2 separate regions of the Ovis aries genome follow, and region 1 is linked to region 2. A link is a contact called in public Hi-C data. All regions are on one chromosome and are shown on one strand. Each heading gives the region's core, a stretch centred on a gene start, on an enhancer-like site or on the middle of the called end of the contact. The rest is flanking DNA. Distances are from core to core; before and after follow the strand shown. Region 1 holds the start of FLNB (filamin B). Region 2 overlaps FLNB (filamin B).

Evidence for each region. A called contact is a pair of places that touch in the nucleus more often than the background predicts.
Region 1: a Hi-C map of liver shows a contact between it and region 2, with 3 times the contacts expected there. The contact joins the promoter of FLNB here to the enhancer-like site in region 2. A contact is called at or near these places in 6 of 16 Hi-C or Micro-C datasets (liver, mixed tissues, muscle and 3 more).

Annotation. Positions count from the first base shown.
Region 1 is chr19:43,384,380-43,387,757 of ARS-UI_Ramb_v3.0, forward strand. It overlaps FLNB (filamin B), which reads right to left and starts at 1,783. Exons shown (of 46, transcript XM_060402298.1): 1 at 1,314-1,783. The coding sequence starts at 1,605.
Region 2 is chr19:43,307,360-43,310,854 of ARS-UI_Ramb_v3.0, forward strand. It overlaps FLNB (filamin B), which reads right to left. Exons shown (of 46, transcript XM_060402298.1): 9 at 3,003-3,140; 10 at 1,136-1,262; 11 at 39-175. Among named protein-coding and RNA genes, the nearest start is that of TRNAG-UCC, 23 kb to the right of the region's middle. Within about 2 kb of position 2,217, at least 21 of the 54 cell types and tissues checked have an H3K27ac peak or open chromatin away from gene starts, as enhancers often do. A contact at or near this core is called in liver, where this site is marked.

The sequences.
Region 1 (3,378 bases), core at 533-3,032, 77 kb after region 2:
GAGGCCGAGGAGGCTCAGCCTCGGCACCCAGCGTCAGGCCTGCTTTCCTGGGGAAGAGACCTGAGGCAGCTCCTCACGGGCAAGAGGCTCACCTGGCAGAACGCGCGCCCTGTGTAGGTGTGCACATTCTCCGCACAGTGACATGCTCTCCACACACATGCTCTGTGTACATTCACTCTGCACACCAACACACTCGCGCGGGCACACACACTCCACGCCTCTCGCCCCGATCCTCAGAGTCCACACCCATCAGCCGCCTTGTGGCCCTTCCAGAAGCCCTCAACCAGCCGAGGTCACAGGCGGGACCTCACCCCAACTCTTCCTCCCGCGTTGCGGGTCGGGGCGAGGCGCGGGAGAGGAACCCAACACCAACTCCCTCCTCCCTCTCAGGAAGACCCTGGTGTGGGGAGGGCGGGGAGAGGAAAGCAAAGTCTCCTTTAATTGTCACCCACTTCCTTCCATTCTCAGCTGGACCCTCGCTAGCCTGAGCGAGCCCATTAACGCCCTGGCCCCGCCTCGTCTGCAACAGGGGTCTGACGGCGCCCCCGCTCGCAGGCTGCGCGAGGAGGGAGGTGACTGGGAAGGCTGTGGGCGCCCGGCGCGCACTAGCTGGGGCTCCTACAAGGCAGCGGTTACTGCGACCACCACCCATCTCCGAACGACACCTTCGGCGGCGACAGCGCAGCCAGAGCTGAGCTGGGAGCGAGGAAGACACACCCCCGCGGCTCCCCTTCCCACCTCGGGGCCCAAACCCCTTCCGGCGACCGCCAGGTCCCCGTCTCCACCTGGGCGGGAGGCCCCGGATTCGGAGAACAGTCCCTCCCGGGGCCTCCCCACCTGGCCTCCCAGCCAACGCCCATTCGGCGGCCGCGGGGCGCAGCGGGGCGAGCGCTCGGGGGAGCGCCGGACGAGGGCTCCACCCCCCAGGGACCGCGGACCTGAGGCTTCCAGTCCCCCGGCCCCCGCTGCGACGCCCCAGCTCCCGAGAAATGCCACAGCCCCGACTCTCCCGGTGCGGCCTCAACCCGAACCTTCAACCCACCGCCCCCAACAGGCGCACAGCCCCGGCGCACGGCGGGGAGCGAGCACACGAGGAGAGCGCCCTGGAGGATGGATCTCCCGAGGGGGCCTAGGTCCCCTTTGTCCTCGCGCCCTCGGGGGACAACGTCCCCCGGCCCCGGAGCCCACACGGAGCCCGCGGCTGCTCGGCGCGGTGGTGGGGGGGCACCCGACGGGGAGCTTCAGCCTCCACAGGGGCGCACGCGCGGTGCAGGCTGGAGGGCGAGGGGTACCGGCCGGGCCAGGGCACTCACCGATGGACACGAGCTTGATGCTCTCGCGGTCCAGGAACTCGAGCGCCACCGACACGTTCTCCAGCTGCATCTGGCGGAAGGTGGGCCGCTGGTGGTACTTGCGGTACATGTGCTTCTGGCTGAGCACCTCCAGGAGCGCGATGAGCCGCAGCCCGTCGCTCAGGTCGGTCTGCAGGTTCCCTATGCGCTTGTTCACGCACTTAAGGTGCTCGTTGCACCAACGCGTGAAGGTGTTCTGCTGGATCTTCTTCCAGGGCGCGTCCTCCGCCAGGTCCTTCTCGGTTACCGGCATTTTGGCGGCGGGAAGAGCGCTATGCGCAGCGAGTTGCCGGGGACTGGCGTATGGAGGCCCAAGGGCCGCGGGGAGCGCAAAACCAAAGCGGAGCGGGAGCGGGGCTCGAACTCGCTGCTACCGAAGCCGCAGCTGGGGCTGCTCTGCGCCCGCCTGCCCGTGGCCGCGCGAGGCGTCTGGCCCCGCGCCTGCGCACTGCGTCGGCCCGCCCCTGAAGCTCCGCCCAGTCCCAACCCTCAGGAGGGCGCTCCCGGGCCACGCTCGCCCCCTGCCGCTCGAAGCGAGCATTACGGCCCGGGAGTCCAAGTCCTCTGGGGTCCCCGCGCTCTGTGCTCACAGCCTCGGTGAAAGGAAGCTAGGCGGGAGATGTCCAGCTTCTCAAGGAGGTCACCCGGTGCCAGAGTGAGGGGACGTGCAGAGGTAGGAACCTGGACAGAATGGGCAGGGACGGTGGCATGGGTCACGCGGGAGGGGTTGGCGGGGAGGGGTATTTCATCCACCTGCAGGTTCAATAAGTTTCAATAAAACCTTTCACTGAGCTATTGCTGTGTGCTAGGCTCTGTGTTAAGGACTTCCCTGTAGCTCAAACGGCAAAGAATCTGGTTGCGAGACAGGAGGCCAGAATTCGATCCCTGGGTTGGGAAGTCCCTCTGGAGAAGGGAATGGGAATCCACTCCAGTATTCTTGCCGGGAGAATTCCAGGGACAGAGAAGCCTGGCGGGTTACAGTCCACGGGTGCGCAGAGTCGGACGCGACTGAGCAACTAACACAGTCCACAGCCTCCGTGTTAGGCACTCGGAGCTTCGGGAAGGAAATGGACATTAAAAAAAATAAATTTATTTGGCTGCCTCGGGTCTCAGTTGCGTCATGTGGGACCTTTCCTTGGCGCGCTCAGGCTCCAAAGCACAGGCTCAGTAGTCGGGGCGCGCTGGCTTAGTTGCCAGGTGGAATGTGGGATCTTAGGTCCCGAACCAGGGATGGAAATTTGTCGCCTGCACTGGAAGGCGAATTCTTAACCACCGTAACCAGGAAAGTCCCTGAAATTGACATTTTCCTTCTCATATTAACTGGACACATATGAATTATAGTATTATCCTTCATAGTATTTATTGATTGCCTGCTAACTGAGGCCTATGAGCCTTCTTAGCACCTGCCAACAAATGGTAAATAAGACAAACTTATAATTTAACCTTGAGGAGTTCATAGACTAATGGAAGAAAAAAGTATAAATCATCTAACACAAACACCCTAATGGTGGTGGCAGAAATGAACCGTAATTTGCCATGTGTATTAGTTCCTTAATGCTGCTGTAACAAACTACCAAAACTTTGTCTTTAAAACACACACACACACACACACACACACACACACACTGTTATCTTGCTTTTCTGTAGTTTAGAGTCCCTCAGAGGGCTCACTGAGCTAAAATCAAGGTATTGGCAGGATCCGTTCCCTTCTGGAGGCTTTAGGGAAGAACCCATTTCTTTGCCGTTTCCAGCTTCTAGAAACTTCCCAAATTCCTTGGCGGAGGCTGCTTTCTTTGTCTTCAAAGCCAGCAACATCAGGCGGAGTCTTTCTCATGCTGTCTTCTCTCTGGTTCTCCATAGTCACATCTAATTCTTTAAGGACCCAGTTGGGAAGAGGGGTTGGGCAGGATGGAGAGATGTCAAGGGCTTCCAGCTCTGGGAGGAGCCCACAGATGTGTGGTTGAGGCATTACGTAACGGGTCATTTGTGTACAGGTGAAGCACTTTTTTCAGATAGATTGCCTCAC
Region 2 (3,495 bases), core at 967-3,466:
CCCTGCAATCTCAGCCACCAGAAGCCGCTTCCACTTACCCAGAGACCCCACTTCAGAACCAATGGACTCCACCACAAAGTCTGCTGACCGCCCAACAATCCCGCCGTGGAGGCCAGGTCCCCATGCACGGACTTTCTGCATGCCTGCTTCAGGGCCAACTTGAACTTCAAAAGGGCTAGAAGGAAAGGAACAGAGGAAGCATTAAAGAGAAGCAGAGAAAGGGCTACATACAACCACAAGCTCTTTATACACACTCTTTCCACTGGCCTTATCCTTTTATCTGCAGCCCCAAGCTCCAGCCAAGCCCTTCCTCCATACAGGTTCCCCCACAACCATTGTTACGTCAACAATATCATGTAATAGGACTGTTTCAAACCACACTGCCTGGCACTATCCTGGTCATTTGCCTTGTATGTACACCAGACTATGAGCCTGGAAGGCCAAGCGAGTGTCTACATTCCATCTGCTGCCAGTGCTAAAACAAGAAAACAGGGTTGAATATGCTTTATCTCAAACATCAATAAATGCGCTTTAACTTCGGCACGGGAGATTTAAAAAACATTGCTTAGATTCTCAGAAGCTTAAAATATACACAGACATCTCTTGAAGTAAATAGAATTTATTCAGAGCCTAAAGCTGCCCCCAGGAAAGCTGGAAAGCATGTGAATACAGGGAAGGCAAGTGAGGCCCACAAGGCAAAGCTATAGACTGTGCCCCTTGCATCCTGACCACACTCACAGCGAGGACTCTAATGTCAACCACAGCAGATTCTGCCATTTTACCCATGGCATTCATGAACAGAGAGGCACATATCGAAAGAAAGAGAATCTGTTTAAATTAGGGCTATAGACACACAGCCCATTTGCTCTGTATCACTGTTCCTCCTGGCTTGTCTGCCTCCCCACAGCTTTAAACCGCCAGCTTTTGATTTGAAACGAGGCAGCTGAAACCACAGCGACTTTCTGCTGCATTTGAGAACAGGCCAAATGACTGTGTACTGTTCTGAAAAAAGAAAAAAAAAAGCTTTTGACAGAGCAGCTCCCCTTCCCTCCTGCAGCCTGGGAAATGAGCACCACAAGCCTGTCCTGGGCTGAGCAGGCCTCGGGAGAAGACACAATTCCTGCTAGAGACTCACCTCTTTTGAATGTGGTGTCCCCCCCAAGTGATGGAGATGCTGTATTTCCCCTGGGTGCTGGGGTAATACTCAAATGCATAGACTCCATCCTGAAAGCCTTTCTGTTTCACCAGCTCCTCCAGACCCTCTGTGGGAAGGAAGCACACCGTCTTTCCAATAGGCATCCAGACCCAGAACGAGAATCCACAAGACAGGAACAGAAAGACAGCAACAGCCACAAAATAAAACCACGTGGATGATCTCAGAGTGTGGGATTCCCCCACCCCAAATTGGGAGGATACTCCAAAGCTGAAAACAGACACATGTCTACTTCAAAGTAAGGGGAAATGGAAGATTTCCCAGCTCACTGGCTTTAGAAATCTTTCTCATGTATGAGGGACCTATGAGGTCCTAAACCCCTGGGGCTGGTAATATTTTTCAGTGATCAAAAAGCCATCCTTTTTAGCTGCCCATAAGAATTGCACAGGGAACTCTACTCAATATTCTGTAATAATCTAAATGGGAAAAGAACTTCAAAATGAATAGATGCATAGGTCTGTATAACTGAATCAGTTTGCTGTACACCTGAAACTAATACAACATTGTTAATCAACAATGTTTCCTGCATCGGCAGATTCTTTACCAATGAGCCACTGGGGAAGCCTACATTCCAATATAAAAAAGGCAAAGAACATTTTTTAAAAATGGTAGAAGGAGTAAATGCTTATGAGTGTTTGGCATTAGGATCCTGGCATATCCTTTTCAACTAAAACTGGACAATGAAAGCAAGAAAGCTCTTGTAAGCTATCTCCAAGAGAACAGGTTTCAGAGGCTACCTCACAAACTCCAGTCTGAGCCATCAGGCAGGAACTTGTTTTATGTTGAGCCCTGAGGTTTGGCTGGGAAAGCCATTTAGTCAAGTAAGAATCTAAGGTCAGGGAAAAAAAAAAAAAAAAAAAACCAAAAAAAACCGCCTCCTCAGTTCCTGTAGCAACAAGCCAAAAGGGAGGCCAGCCCTCGAGCAGCCTGACTCCAGGTCTGGGCAGTCTAGAACCCTGCCTGCCTTCAGGGCATAGCTGCCCCAAAACTCAGTGCTCTGAGATGAAATATTAACTTTCTGGAGCTCAGAACACTCCTGCCACAGCCTGTTAGGAACATAGGGGAGTGAGAACAGTCCCGGAAGAGAAAGCGAGGATTTTACAAAGCCGGGGAGTAAAACTGCTGAGGCTACCGGACTCACAGCTGGAAAATGTCGAGCTGTTTCTCTGACCCAGGGTGGGGAACTCATGAAGAGAGTAGATACCTGTTCTCCTGTCTCTTTTCTCATGAAAGAGCGACAGTGAGTTGCAAGGTGCATGCACTCTTCCACAAGTGGCATTTATCTACAGAGAAGGCTTAATCGTAGGGAATTTATTCTCCTTCTATAAGCACTCATCAAAGTAATTAGGTATCTGCCATAATTTCATTGTCTATAAAATGTAACCTGTAGAGGGGAAAATTACTGGCTTTGGAGATCAGGCTTGAATTCCAGCTCAGATGTTTAAAAGCTTTGTGACTGTGGACAAGACCCTTCCTCTCTGAGCCTAGGTTTCCTCAAATTAAAAAAAAAATAGGCCATTTCATATTGCTGTTCCAGCTCCAATATTTATTTCTTTTTCCGGAAGCCCTAACATAATGTGAGGCTGTCAATCCAATACTGTTCCCACATCCAGGGCAGACATGACTAAACCATCAGTTTCCTTCTACATGGAGCAGAGAGAGCCTCCAATCTCTGACTCAGCTCTCTGGGATAAATTGATCAGAACTGGCTGTGTGATGAGACCCATAGGTCATGGCTGTCAAGTTAAGCTGAAATCACATTGAGACAGGGAAGCAAAGGAGCACTTACTAGGACCCTTAATGGTGACGCCGAGCTCTCCACTTCCAGCAGCTTTGGTGTCAACCCTGAAGTCTGCAGTTTCTCGGATGCGAATGCCTTTAGGCTGCAGGCCTCGGCCACTGGCCCGGCAGGCGTTTGGATTGCAGGCTGTAAGCACAGTTTCGACATCAATTCAACCTTTTATTCTTTAGTCTGAGTTGAGTAAGCCAAGGTAACTTTGAGCCACCCGCCAAGAAAATGTTTGCTTTGCAGAGTGTGCAGCAGCTGCCTGAGACCAGGGGTCTTGTTCAGGGAGCACACCAGGCTAGCAAATAAAGACACAATATAACTTTGTCCAGGGACTGGGGAAAAGTTACTTTGGCAAAAAAAGCAGGAGCGCACAGCGTGAATTCGCTGGACTCCTGGTATTTGCTGAATCCTGGCATTTATCCTCTCGGTGGTAAAAGAGAGTTAAGACCTGGGATTGGACGTTGCTCAAACTTCACTGCCATACTCAAGGGTC